Regions from separate parts of the Rattus norvegicus genome. Here region 2 is linked to region 1. Evidence: chromatin contacts called from public Hi-C data. All regions are on one chromosome and are shown on one strand. The core of a region is the stretch at or near the end of the contact, and the rest is flanking DNA. Distances in the headings are between cores, read along the strand shown. Region 1 overlaps LOC120102827 (a long non-coding RNA gene). Region 2 overlaps LOC108350932 (a long non-coding RNA gene).

Evidence for each region. Hi-C and Micro-C count contacts between places; a contact is called where the count stands out from the background.
Region 2: a Hi-C map of liver shows a contact between it and region 1, with 7 times the contacts expected there. The contact joins two enhancer-like sites. A contact is called at or near these places in 8 of 12 Hi-C or Micro-C datasets (the A7r5 cell line, Schwann cells, frontal cortex and 4 more).

The regions. Positions count from the first base shown.
Region 1 is chr5:28,818,304-28,824,771 of GRCr8, reverse strand. All of the region lies in intron 2 of LOC120102827 (a long non-coding RNA gene), which reads left to right. It overlaps LOC120102826 (a long non-coding RNA gene), which reads left to right. Exons shown (of 2, transcript XR_005504635.2): 1 at 1-4,705. Among named protein-coding and RNA genes, the nearest start is that of Cfap418, 28 kb to the right of the region's middle. Within about 2 kb of position 3,806, at least 11 of the 93 cell types and tissues checked have an H3K27ac peak or open chromatin away from gene starts, as enhancers often do. A contact at or near this core is called in liver, where this site is marked.
Region 2 is chr5:28,919,591-28,925,673 of GRCr8, reverse strand. LOC108350932 (a long non-coding RNA gene) reads right to left here. Exons shown (of 5, transcript XR_010066493.1): 4 at 2,637-6,083. Among named protein-coding and RNA genes, the nearest start is that of Plekhf2, 19 kb to the right of the region's middle. Within about 2 kb of position 2,898, at least 12 of the 93 cell types and tissues checked have an H3K27ac peak or open chromatin away from gene starts, as enhancers often do. A contact at or near this core is called in liver, where this site is marked.

The DNA of each region.
Region 1 (6,468 bases), core at 2,557-5,056:
CTCAGGCTTTGTCCAGTGTGGAATCCAGTCTTCTCCTGGCTGCCTTTGGATCAAGATGTAGAACTCTTGGGTCCCCCAGCACCATGTCTGCCTGCATGCTGCCATGTAATAGACTGAATCTCTGAGTCTGCAAGCCAGCCCTAATTAAATGTTTTCCTTTAAAGGAGGTGTCTTGGTCACAGTGTCTCTCCACAGCAATGAAACCCAAGCTGAGGCAGAGCTCCACTCCCCGGAGGCTAAGCATTCAAACACATGAGCCCATGGGGCCATTCCTATTCAACTACCATCTCGGCACATGACAGTTACAGCCGACTGTTAAGTAGGGAAGGGTTTGGGACTGCAATCGAATCTCAGCATAGCCTTGGCCTATGTTGTCTTCCCTTTTACTACAAGTGCAGGGGCTGTATTTGTGCCTAGGACCCGGCTCGGTGTCTAGAAAAGGAATGCTTAACAAATGAGTGAGGAAATGAAGAGAGGTCTCAGAGTGCCACCTTTCCTCCCTCGGACCTAGAAACGAGATAGCCGGTGATGGCTGTTTGTGGGTGACAATCATGGGATAGGGTCCCATGGGAACCTTCTTTAGAGTAAGGAGCTTTAGCTACTAGAAAGAGCTATCACACACACACACACACTCACACACACTCACACACACACTCACATACACACACTCCCACACACACGCACACTCACATATACACACTCACACACACATACACACACTCTCACACACACTCACATACACACACTCACACACACTCACATACACACACTCACACACACACTCACACACACCACACACACACTCATACGCCACACACACACCACACACACACTCACATACACACACTCACACACACATACACACACTCACACACACATACACACACTCACACACACGTACACACACTCACATACACACACTCACACACACACTCACACACACACTCACATACACACTCACACACACACCACACACACCACAAACACTCACTCTCACACACACACACTCACATACACACACTCATACACACCACACACACTCACTCTCACATACATACACTCACATACACACATTCACACACACATACAGTCACACACACACTACACACACTACACACACATACACACACACACACACACACACAAGCTCTTGGTGGCTCATGAAATTCTCTTAGCAAAATTTGTTGCCTTATGGTTCCCTTAATATCTCTCTCTCTGTCTCTCTCTCTTTGTCTGTCTCTTTCATTTACTTAGAGAACAACTGGAAAAAATACATACAAAGCTATCAAAATTACCTTTAAAAGGTTGGGATAGGAAGCGGGGGTGGGGAGGGCAAACACGGAACTGGGAACTATTGGGCCCTGCTGATATATTACCTTTTCAAAAGTTAAATAAGGGACTGGCAGAAGTGGCTCAGAAGGCGAGGGTACTTGTCGCTAAACCTGATGACCTGAGTTTGACCCCTAGAACTCACACTGTGAAGAAAAGAAAGTTGTCATCCGATCTCCACAGGCGTGCTGGGGCATGTCTTCATGAACACATGTGCAGAGACACAGACACAGATACACACACTCACTAAAACAAATATTTTAGAAGGAGGAAGAAAATAGTCGTAAGATGTAAACCTACCACCAGCCATTATCAGCTCTCCGCAGCCGTGGGAGGGTTTCCCTTTGGGGTGGGTGATTGGGGTTAGCTCTGGTGGGTGGTTCTGAGTAGCCTTCCATCAGCTTGGCACTCAACTAGAGTTATCTGAAAGGAGGGAACCCCAGTTGAGGAAAATGTCTCAATAAGATCTCGGTGTAAGGCATTTTCTTAATCAGAGGTTGATTGGGAAGGCCAGCCCATTGTGAGGGATGCCGCCCCCTTGATGTGGTGGTCCTGGGTTCTATAAGAGAGCAGGGGGAGCAAGCCAGTAAGCAGCACCCCTCCATGGGCTCTGCATGAGCTTCTGTCTCCAGGGTCCTGCCCTCTGTGAGTTCCTGTCTTGACTTCCTACAATGATCAATGGTGATGTGAACGTGTAAGCCAAATAAACCCTTTCCTCCCCAACTTGCTTTTCGGTCATTGTGTTTTGTCACAACAATGGAAACCCTAACTAAGAAAGGTTGTGTGTCCTTGCAAGGCTGGCGGGGCTTCCTGTGTTGATCGAGGAAAGAGAGGTAGAAAGGGGTGCAGAGGCTAAGGGATTATCTAGAGGGATCTGTTTTGGGTAAGGAAGGTCACAAGCAAAAGGGAATGGAATTAGGCAGGCCTAAGAGAAGGGATAGCAGTAAAGACACTCTGGTCCTGACTGGCCTTCATTTCCAAGACTGTTTATCTTACAGCATCATATATCAACTGTGTCTAGAAGTGTGCCCCGGTAGCCTTCTGAACCTGTGCATGCCTCGATAAAATGGAGAGGCTGGAATAATAGCCTGGGCTAGTGTGACTTCCAGGTCCGGTGTTCTTTCCAGGTACTAATCTTCTCTCCACGGTTCCTCTGTGAAGTTCCAGCCCCATTCAGAAAAGTCGTGAAATGTCACCAGCCATCTAGTAAGTACCTTGGGACGCGTGGAGTGGAAGCACCAAGAGCTGGAGTCAAAGCATCTCTCAAGGGCATTCACGGTTCCTCCCTGAATCTAGACATCTATGGAGAAAGCAGTGAGCTAGCCTGGTGTAGCCTCCCCTCCCCTCACACAGTGCCTTCCTCTTGGCACTTTCTCATGGGCTGGAGGCTCTGACAGGTCTGAGAACCTGGACTGCAGACTGTCTGGGGAGAGACTGCTGGCCTTCACCTTAGAGATTCTCACTGTGAAGGGGGGGACCCCCTCTGAGGAGCACAGTTGTTAGTCACAGGGCGGCAGATTGAGATTAGCCATGTGTAGAGATGCAGGTGTGGGGTGGTTTTGGGGCAGGCGGCTGTTCTGTGGGGCTGGAGGGTGCTTTTGGGATCCTGGGTCCAGGATCTTGTCAGGGTTTAGAAAGCAAGGGCCTTGACTTTAGGGTTTGATGCCATGGCAACTGGCTGGAAGCACAGGTACTGAAAGGGACTTAGCTCCTGGCCTCCAGCCCTCCTGTAGGGCAAGAGCAGGAGAAAGAGGCCTTTCAATCCCTCAAGACCTCTACCCAGTGTTTGTGCTTATTTCTGTGAAATCCAGGATAGACACCAGGTGAGCCGTACTTGTCATTTGGGGCAGTAATTTCTGCTTTTCTTTGCATTGCATTCTCAGGCACAAAAATGTGAGAGCATCAGATGATAAGTTATGGTTTTCTGCAGTAATTATAAAACCTTAAAAACAAAACCACACCGCCGCACCCTTGGAATGCGTGTGCTGAACACTCACGTCCAAAGGTCACGAAGACAAGGTTTCCTGGCCTCAGAGGCCCGTCAGCACAACTCTGCCAGGGCCAGCATCTCAGTCTCCATTCACTTCTTGTAATTGAGGAGTTACCTTAATGTTCCCTCTAGGTCTCCCTAGAGTCCCTGAAGTGCTGCAGGGAGCAGATTGGTCAGGTAACTTGTCCCATTTTTTTTCCATGGCGGCTACAGGGACATCTGGGCAGAAAGCATCATCAAAGTCCTTCACAAGGCTTGGGAGAAGGTGATGCTTATTCTTTGTAAACAGTGTGGATTAGAATAGGACATTTCGCCCAGAGGAAAAATAACAGCCCCTTGTAAGAGCAGCAGGTGGGATCTGATGGGAAACAACAACCAAAACAAAAACAAAAACAAAATGGGCGTTTTAGAACTGTAAGCACTTTCCCCAAGAGAGCAAAGCCTGAGGAAGATGTGGTCCTTGGTGCAGGTCTGCCCCCTACAGGCCAGATTCTCAATTCACTGGTTAAGTCTGCAGGGCTCGGAACCATAGGTTCCTGCCCCTGATGGCGCCCCGTGGCTGCTCTTTTTCACTGTGACACGTTGTCCCCAGGTAAAGTCCCTCCAGGGCCTCCCTCTTTTGACCGCTCCCTCATCTAGGAACATAACCTGGTGACTCAGCCGCACGCCCGCTGTGTAAGAATAATTTTAGACTATGAAAGAGGAAGTTTTAAGAGACATGCTTTCCTTTTCCTGTCTGGGAGTAGTGTGTATTTCTAGCTCCCACTTTCACATGTAGCAAGGCAGTTTCCATTCTGGCCCCATTAGAGTCAGAGATGATCTGTCCAGATTTGACCTCCTAGGTTTAACACAGTGCGATGCTTCAAGTCTGCCTGCGGATTCTAATGTCTGGTTATGACGGAGTCAAAGACACCGGACCTAAAAGACCAGTTATGATCCATCTTTTGGAAATGACCTGTGCTACTCAGCCCTGCCCGTCTGATCACTAGTGCCCCGGGGCTCTCTTGCTGCACACCTGGTACAGAATGATAAGCATTTAAACACGTTCATTTGTGCTTTAAGTGCTCCCTTCAAATGGGCCATGTTGGGCCTCCTGCTATCAGATGACGCTTGGTGGGCCCAAAATCTTGGTGTGGTGGTTTGAATATGCTTGGCCCGGGGAGTGGCACTATTAGGAGGCGTGGCTTTCTTGGAGTAGGTGTGGCCTTGCTAGAGGAAGTGCATCACTGTAGGGGTGGACAATGAGACCCTCCTCCTAACTGGGAGTGAGTTTTCTCCCAGTGGCCTTCAGATGAAGATGTAGAACTCTCAGCTCCTCCTGCACCTTGACTACCTGGATGCTGCCATGTTCCCTGCTTCATGATAATGGACTGAACTTCTAAACCTGTAAGTCAGCCTGGTTAGATGTCATGAGAGATGCCTTGGTCATGGTGTCTGTTCACAGCAGTAAAACTGTAAAAAACAAAGGTTCTCTTGATAAAAGTAGCAGGATGTCATCTTAAATGTGTGCATTTTTACACTGATCAGAAAGCAAACATGGTGTGCTGGGTAGCCTTATGTCGGCTTGATACAAGCTGGAGTTACCTTAAAGGAGGGAGCCTCAGTTTGGAAAAGGTCTCTGTAAAATCTGGCTATAGGGCATTTTCTTAATTAGTAATTAATTGGGTACCATTTTGTGGGGTGCCATCCCTGGGCTGGTCGTCCGGGGTTCTATAAGAAAGCAGGCTGAATAAGTCATGATGAGCAAGTCAGTAAATAGTACTTCCACAGCCTCTGCATCAGCTTCTGACTCTCTGGTTCCTTCCCTTGCTGCTTTTGATGATGAACTGTTCTATGGAAATGAGTGAAATTAACCCTTTCCTCCCCAGGTGGTGTTGGTCATGGTGCTTCACCGTGGTTAGGAATGGTAACCCTAACTAAACCCTCGTTTATACACTAGAACAAAGCGGAGAAGTTTTAAAAAGGACTGATGCTGGACTTGGGGCCTGGGTATTGGCCCTTCTGAATGTTTTCCTGTCGACCCAGTCTAGAGCCATCCTACTATAGAAATGCTGGGATGCAACACATTTGTGTTATGGTGTCTGATTATGTCCATTCCAGAGAACGGAACCCAGGTCCCAAGACTTTGTGCAACAAGCACCTTTATCCCCTGAACCATCTTCCCAGCCTCCCTTTTGATTTTTAGGACAAGGTCTCACTCTGTCTCAGATTTCCTGTTTCTGCCTCCTGAGTGTGGAAATGACCGTACCAGGCTTCAGGTGTGCTTGAGTGTTTAAAACTTTTAGAGGAACAGCATTCATATCATTGAGGCTAGAAGAAAACTTGTAGTGTTAAGTCAAATTCTTGTTTTAAAAATGAACTCAGAACACAGTGGCTTCCGGTGTCCCAGGGAGCCAGGGGTAATAATGTCTGAGACGGATATTTTGCAGCACTAAGGAATGATAAAGGGTTGATATGTAATCCCCCACGATGAAAAGCAGAGGGATGAAGAGTCTGTATCACTATGCTGTTGTGGGCATGAGCAGCAAGGCAGTCAGGACTGTGCAATGATTCTCAACACTGTTCGTCTCAGGATCCTCACACTCTTAAGAACGTGATTCCCACGAGCCTCTCTATGGCTACAGAAACATGGCACTAGAAATCAGGAGAACAGTGACAATATATGAGCTTAAAAATCAGTCCCGTACACACAAATTCTTATAATTATTTTTATGGCAATAAATGTATTTTCTAAAATACATGTTTAAAAGGATGATATTTATTTTGCATTTTTGCCAATTTCTTTTTAAAAAGATTTATTTTTTATATACAAATACACTGTAACTCTCTTCAGACACACCAGAAGAGGACATCAGATCCCATTACAGATGGTTGTGAGCCACCATGTGGTTGCTGGGATTTGAACTCAGGACCTCTGGAAGAGCAGTCAGTGCTCTTAACCGCTGAACCATCTCTCCAGCCCCACCAATTTCTTTAATATTTGGCTTAATGGAAGGCAGCTGGACCTCATCCCCACTGCATTCATTTCTTGCATTTAGTTGTTTTGGTTGAAGCCTTAGAAGAAAATTGGCTTCATGCAGACGTGCAGTTGGAAAAGAGAAATATTTTGTGTGTATGTACTTTAAAAGATTAATTTATTCATTTTATGT
Region 2 (6,083 bases), core at 1,649-4,148, 100 kb before region 1:
AACTGATGAAGGGAGGTAAACTCTGAAGGCCCATCCCTCACCACCTCTCCCCCAAGCCCCACCCCTGTCAAGTAACCTGTCTTGGTCCACTCGCCCTCCGAGGAATAAATGGGCCATCAGTAAATGGCCCCGAGACGGAGATACCTGTGCGGGTCAGGTTTTAAATAGATTTCCTCCTCAGGATGTGGTCTGCATGCAGAAAGGAAATAGGACAATAGCAAACAGAACATGGAAGCAAGTGATTAACCTGGAAAGGGCTGTACAGCACAGACGTCCGCCTTGCCTTTGCAACTAGATCGTTTTTGGTGATGATGGTGGGTGATCACAGCTGATAAACTGTTCGGTCTAGAGGTTTTCCACTTTACATGGCTTCTGACTACATGGATTCCAGGCCATCAGACCCACCGCTTTACATTTATACAAGAACTAGAGCCAAGTAGATGGGAATCGGACATCTTTAGAAAGGAAACTAACTCAGAGGGTGTTGGAAAACGTTGGCTGGATGATCCAGTTCTCGGCAGCGTAAGCTATTCGCAGGAACTTCTCCACACAAAGCTCTGACCTGGAGTATCTTCACCAACAAGTGCATCGTTTCCTGTTTCCCTGGGCATTTCCTGCTGGATTTTCACACACTGTACAAGGGGGTGTGACGGTGGCTTTCTTTATTCCTGTAGCTGGACAAACCAGGGTTCAGCAAAATCAAGTTCGTTTGCTTTCTTCCCCCGCCCCCCACCCTCCTTGCCCGACTCAAGGTTACTAGAAAAACAGGATTAGAATCCAGAATCAGGGTTGGCTGCCTCTCTCCCAGCGTCTCGCTCCAACCTTTAGGTAAAGCCTAGTCTCAGGGCACTTTTCATTTGCTGACTCGTTGAAACAATGCAATTCTGAGTCAGGTAAACATGCTTCAGCCGAATGAAAGCCAAGTGTCTACTATGTTTCTTTTCGGGATAATTTTGTTTACAGTGATTGCTTTGCTGCATTCCACAGGATACATTGTGTTCTCGACGGGGCAAGAAGTCTGTATTTAAATGTCACTATCTGGTGACTTGGTGTCTGTTCTTTGCATCCGATGACATCTGGCAGTACCCAGAGGTCCTGATGACACAATGCACAGCATTGCCCCTGTCTTTCCTTTAGCTGGGGCTTAGTAGAATCTTAGATTTTGGAGGGACTTCATGGGCTCATTCAGTTGCAGCTCAGTAACACGATACAGTACCCAGCGCAGTAACACGATAATCTCTTCCATAGTAATCTGGGCAGTAACTGTCGCTCCTTGTTCCCAACATCTCTACAACAAGGCACTCACAACTGAACAAGGCAGTTAAATCCACTTTCTTCTTTTGGAGACAGGCACTCAATATATAGCTCTGACTGGTCTAGAACTTAAGTATGGAGATGAAAGGCGTGGGCCATCGCTCCTAGTTTGATTCCATTTTGAATACTGAGTTCCTGCATAGTTCTTCATGCTGCCACAATGAACTAAGATTTGGTCTCCCTGTAACTTTTGTTCTTTTGGCCCCGACCTGTTGCCGGACATGTGAGATTGAAGTCAAATAATTTGAGTTGGCTGTAAGGTTTAACCCTTTGCTGTGATGAGTCTGTACGGTTTCATTTTGCCTCCTGACTGGGCATTTGGTAAGGATTTTTTTGTTCCCTTGGTTGTTCCTCTTTTGTAGCTTGTATGAGTGTCAGTCTTCGATTTGCCAGAGAAAAGGAAAGAGTCTATGTAATCGCGGTACCCCCTGAGAGAGATAGTTTAAAGCTTCTGAGATTGGCTGAGATGGCTCTGTAGGGAAAGGTACCTGACATCCCTCCATCCCAAAGGTAGAAGAAAAATCATCCTGAAAGTTTTCCTCTGTCTTCCACAAGTCAACACACACACCCAGATAAATAAATCAAGTTAAAAAATGTTCAACAAGGGGCTGGGGATTTAGCTCAGTGGTAGAGCGCTTACCTAGGAAGCGCAAGGCCCTGGGTTCGGTCCCCAGCTCCGAAAAAAAGAACCAAAAAAAAAAAAAATGTTCAACAAAAACCTTGAGATAGGCCCTTGTTATGTAAATTCAGACTCTTGATTCTCCTGCCTCAGTCTCCCCAGTGCCGAGATATCATAGACCGGAAACCGGAAGCTCCAGCTCTGGCTAGAGGGAGCTTTCGATTCAGACAGATCCAAACTCAGACATTCCAGTCGTAGCCTGCTCTTACTTCCAGTGGGACAAAAATAATTATGGGATCATTTTTTCAGGGAAAAAAAAAAAAGCCTAAAGAATGCTTTACTTCAATGGGTGATTGGAATAAAGGATTATTACCAAGTGATGATGGGAAGCCCCCAAAGATACAATCCTGAATATTGAAATCCTCGCTGATCATCCTTGAAGCCTGAACTCCAGGATCATCGTCCCCAGAGATTCAAATCCTGAGTGCTGAAATCCTAAAACCTCAATCAAGACCCCCAACCCGGAATTCCCACATTGCTGGGAAACTGCTACATAAAAAAGGGCGGTAAGTCCAGCCTCCGGAAGGGGGCAGGGCAGTTGGGGAGGGGGTGGGGAGGGATTAGCTGCATGGTACCGCAGGGGTGAAACTTCAGTGTGTTTATTATCTGCATTGACACCCCTTCAAGTTCTTGATGCACTTACACTGCACTTGTGTGAAGAAGCCAGAAAAGTTAACTGGTCCCACAATTACGGAGGTGAGGAGCGACAGGATGTTCACCTGCTGCCGTTTAGTCCGCAGCCATTTTCTGTCAAACGCGTGGCCAGTACGTGAATACCCGCAGAACGGACTTTTGTATATTCAAAATAATGCGCGCTGCGACGTGGGAGACGGAGAAAGTGGGAGGGAATGCTACGTCAGCGAACATCAAATCACGGATAAAAAGTAAAGCTAGCAGGCTGGGGCTGGAGGCGTGGCTCAGCGGTAGAGCCCTGGCCGCTCTTGCAGAGGACTGGATATTTGGTTCCCAGCGCCCTTGTGGTGGGTCGCAGTCATCTGTTCTCCAGTCCCAGGGGAATACGATGACTGCTTTCGGCCTCGGAGGCACATTGGTGCGTGTACACACACACAAAAATAAGTAAGTGTGGGGGGAAAACCACTGTGTACTATCTAAAAGGTGACTGAAGATTTTTTTCCTCCTGAGAACCCCCCCCCAAAAAAAAAGAAAGTAAAAAAGCAAAAAAGCAGATATTCGCTGATTCAAGACTTATATAAAATTTAATGATAGTTGCCCACTGCTATGGACTTACTTGTAGGCGATTGCCTACAACCCACCCGCAAAACACACTTTATTTTTGGTTGTGAGTCTGACCTTTAATGGCTGAGCCAGCTCTCCAGCCCATACACTTTTAATATGTTAATATGCGTAAGCTTTACTTCTTGTTTTACTCTCTTCCCACACAGTGTTAAACCTTCAACTTTACTTTCTACACCTCACCATGTTATATATTTCCTCCCCAGGTCTTCTCAGATATTAGATGCTTTTATTAAAAAAAAGATTTTATTTGTTTTATGTGAGTACTCTGTCGCTGTCTTCAGACACACCAGAAGAGGGCATCAGATCCCATTACAGATGCTTGTGAGCCACCATGTGGTTGCTGGGAATTGAACTCAGGACCTCTGAAGGAACAGTCAGTGCGCTTAACTGCTGAGTCATCTCTCTAGTTCGATGCTTTTTTTTTTTTTTTCCTGTTGTTTACTTTTTTTTGGTGGTGGGGGGAATGGGATTCCGGGGTGAATTAGACATGGTCTTTCTATGTCATCTTGGCTGTCCTGGAATTCACTGTGTAAACCAGGCTGGCCTTAAGCCCACAGAGATGTACTTGCCTCTGCTGGGATTAAAGATACTCATCAGCATGTCTATCCTCTAGATGCATTTTTGGCAAAACCAGTTCTGTGAAGAAACATTGTTATAGTTGATTTGATGTGATAAAGATCTTAAAATCTCAGTAGGGACATGGTGGCTCATGACTTTAGTCCCCAACACTCCAGAGGTAGAGGCTGACGGATCTCTGAGTTCCAGGCCAGCCTGCTCTTCAGGGCAAGTTTCAGGACAGGTAGAGCTAACAGAGAAACTGTGCCTCAAAAATAAAACAAACAAACAAACAAACAAACAATCAAATGTCAAATTTTCTTTGAGACAAAGAGATTGTCTTTTGTATATCTCCATTTGGGAAAGATAACGTTTCTTAAGATCTTGGCTCTTTGAGTAACTGCATAAACAATGTGTTCCTGATACGACCCATTGTGTGTGTGTGTGTGCGCGTGCGTGCTTTCTTGTAGTGCTGGGATTGAACTGAACACTGCCATGTGTTAGGCATGTGCTCTACCCAATACTGAGCGATATCCATGCTCCCCAGTGAGTTTTATTTATCTTACAAAACATGCAAATCGCTCACCAACCACAGTTATAAAGATGAATGCACGAAACTATTAACCAAGAGATATATATGTCCATTGTGCATTTTTTGTTTGTTTTATGAGATGGAGGTCTCACTGTGTAGCACTGGCTGGCCTGGAGATTCCCAAGTAGGACCAGGCTGGCCTTGAACTCATAAAGATCTACCTGCTTTAACTTCCCAAGTGCTGGGATTAAAGGCCTGTGCCACCACTTCCACTCTTGCATTTTTTTTTAATTTATTTTATGTGTCTGACTATTTTGCCTGTATGTATGTCTCTGTGGGGGTGACATCGGTGACATCTGTGAAGTTAGAAGAGGGTGTCAGATCACTGGGACTGGTGTTATACACACTTGGGAGCTGCCATGTGGTTGCTAGGAATTGAAGCTGGATCCTCTGAAGAGCAGCCAGTGCTCCTAACCATTGAGAAACCTCCCCAGCTCCCCGACCCCCATGTTGATAGTCCAGACTGGACTTGAACATGTCATGGAACCGAGGAAGACCCTGAGCTTCAGCTCTTCTAAACTCTGCATGTCTTGTAACTTTGCATTTTGAACAATGTATGAATACAGCTCATCTGCTCACAACCATTATAATCATGGAATTCTCTGTAGTAAGCTTGTGTGTTATTGTGCATGCTCCCCCTGCCACGTGTGTGTGTGTGTGTGTGTGTGTGTGTGTGTGTTTCATATATGAAGTGGCCTATAAAGGCCCATTTCATGATTTATGGTCCTGGCTCCTCCATGTGCTTGGTCATGCCTGCTGTGTTGAACTAAGTCACGTGATATTAAATTTCCTAACAGGATATAAAGAGTCAGATTTTTCATTTGGGGAGTTTTCTCAGGTAGGTGACCTGAAGGCTGTTCCCTAAAGACATTTCTCTGCCCCCCACCTTCCATCCCTCTCCTGGGGTTTGGAACAGCTGCTCTTGCCTGGCCTCTCTCCCTCGTTCCTCTTTACAGGAAAAAGCCTGTCTGTCCTTCAAGGCCACATCCTGCTTAGACCTTCATGATTGTATTCTTTCTGCCTAATACCCCCCACTCTACTCCCAGGCCTGGTCATAGCCTGGAAGCCATTCCATTCAAATAAACTTCACTAAAGAAAAAAAAAAAATAAAAAAGAAGTGGCCTATAAAATAGTCTATTGTATTTTTACATTTCTCAAATAAATCTCCTCTTAAAATGTAACTAAGTCTTTTAAAATAAATTTGAATCTTCCCCAGAAGTGTAATTTTAGAATTTTAATCTTTTTGTTATCTTAGACTTAAGGATATTGAACTTTCATGATTTCAACATTCTGGATTATGATATTTAGGATCATGTCTTTTGGCTTTATGGCCCAAATATGAGTAGAGATAATTCTAAATAATTCAGATACGGAGAACACCTAGGGTTGAGACAGAATACTCGAGGAAGAAAAAAAATCGGCCACCTTGTGTTTTATGACTGACAGGAGTTGCTGCGGCGAGGTGTCGCTATACAGTCCCTGGCATTCCCAAATTATTCATGGAGAAGTGTCTTTCTGAAGGTACTGGGGGAAGTGCCCGTTAATCTGGTGAAACAAAAGAGCCAGGAGGCAGAAGAGCCGTGGGTGTTGCAAGAGCTGGGCACTGAAGAAGAAGTTGAGCTGGCGTAGAACATACCAGAACCAGAAAGCAGAGCCCTTTCTTTCTTCGGCAATGTCTCCCCAGTG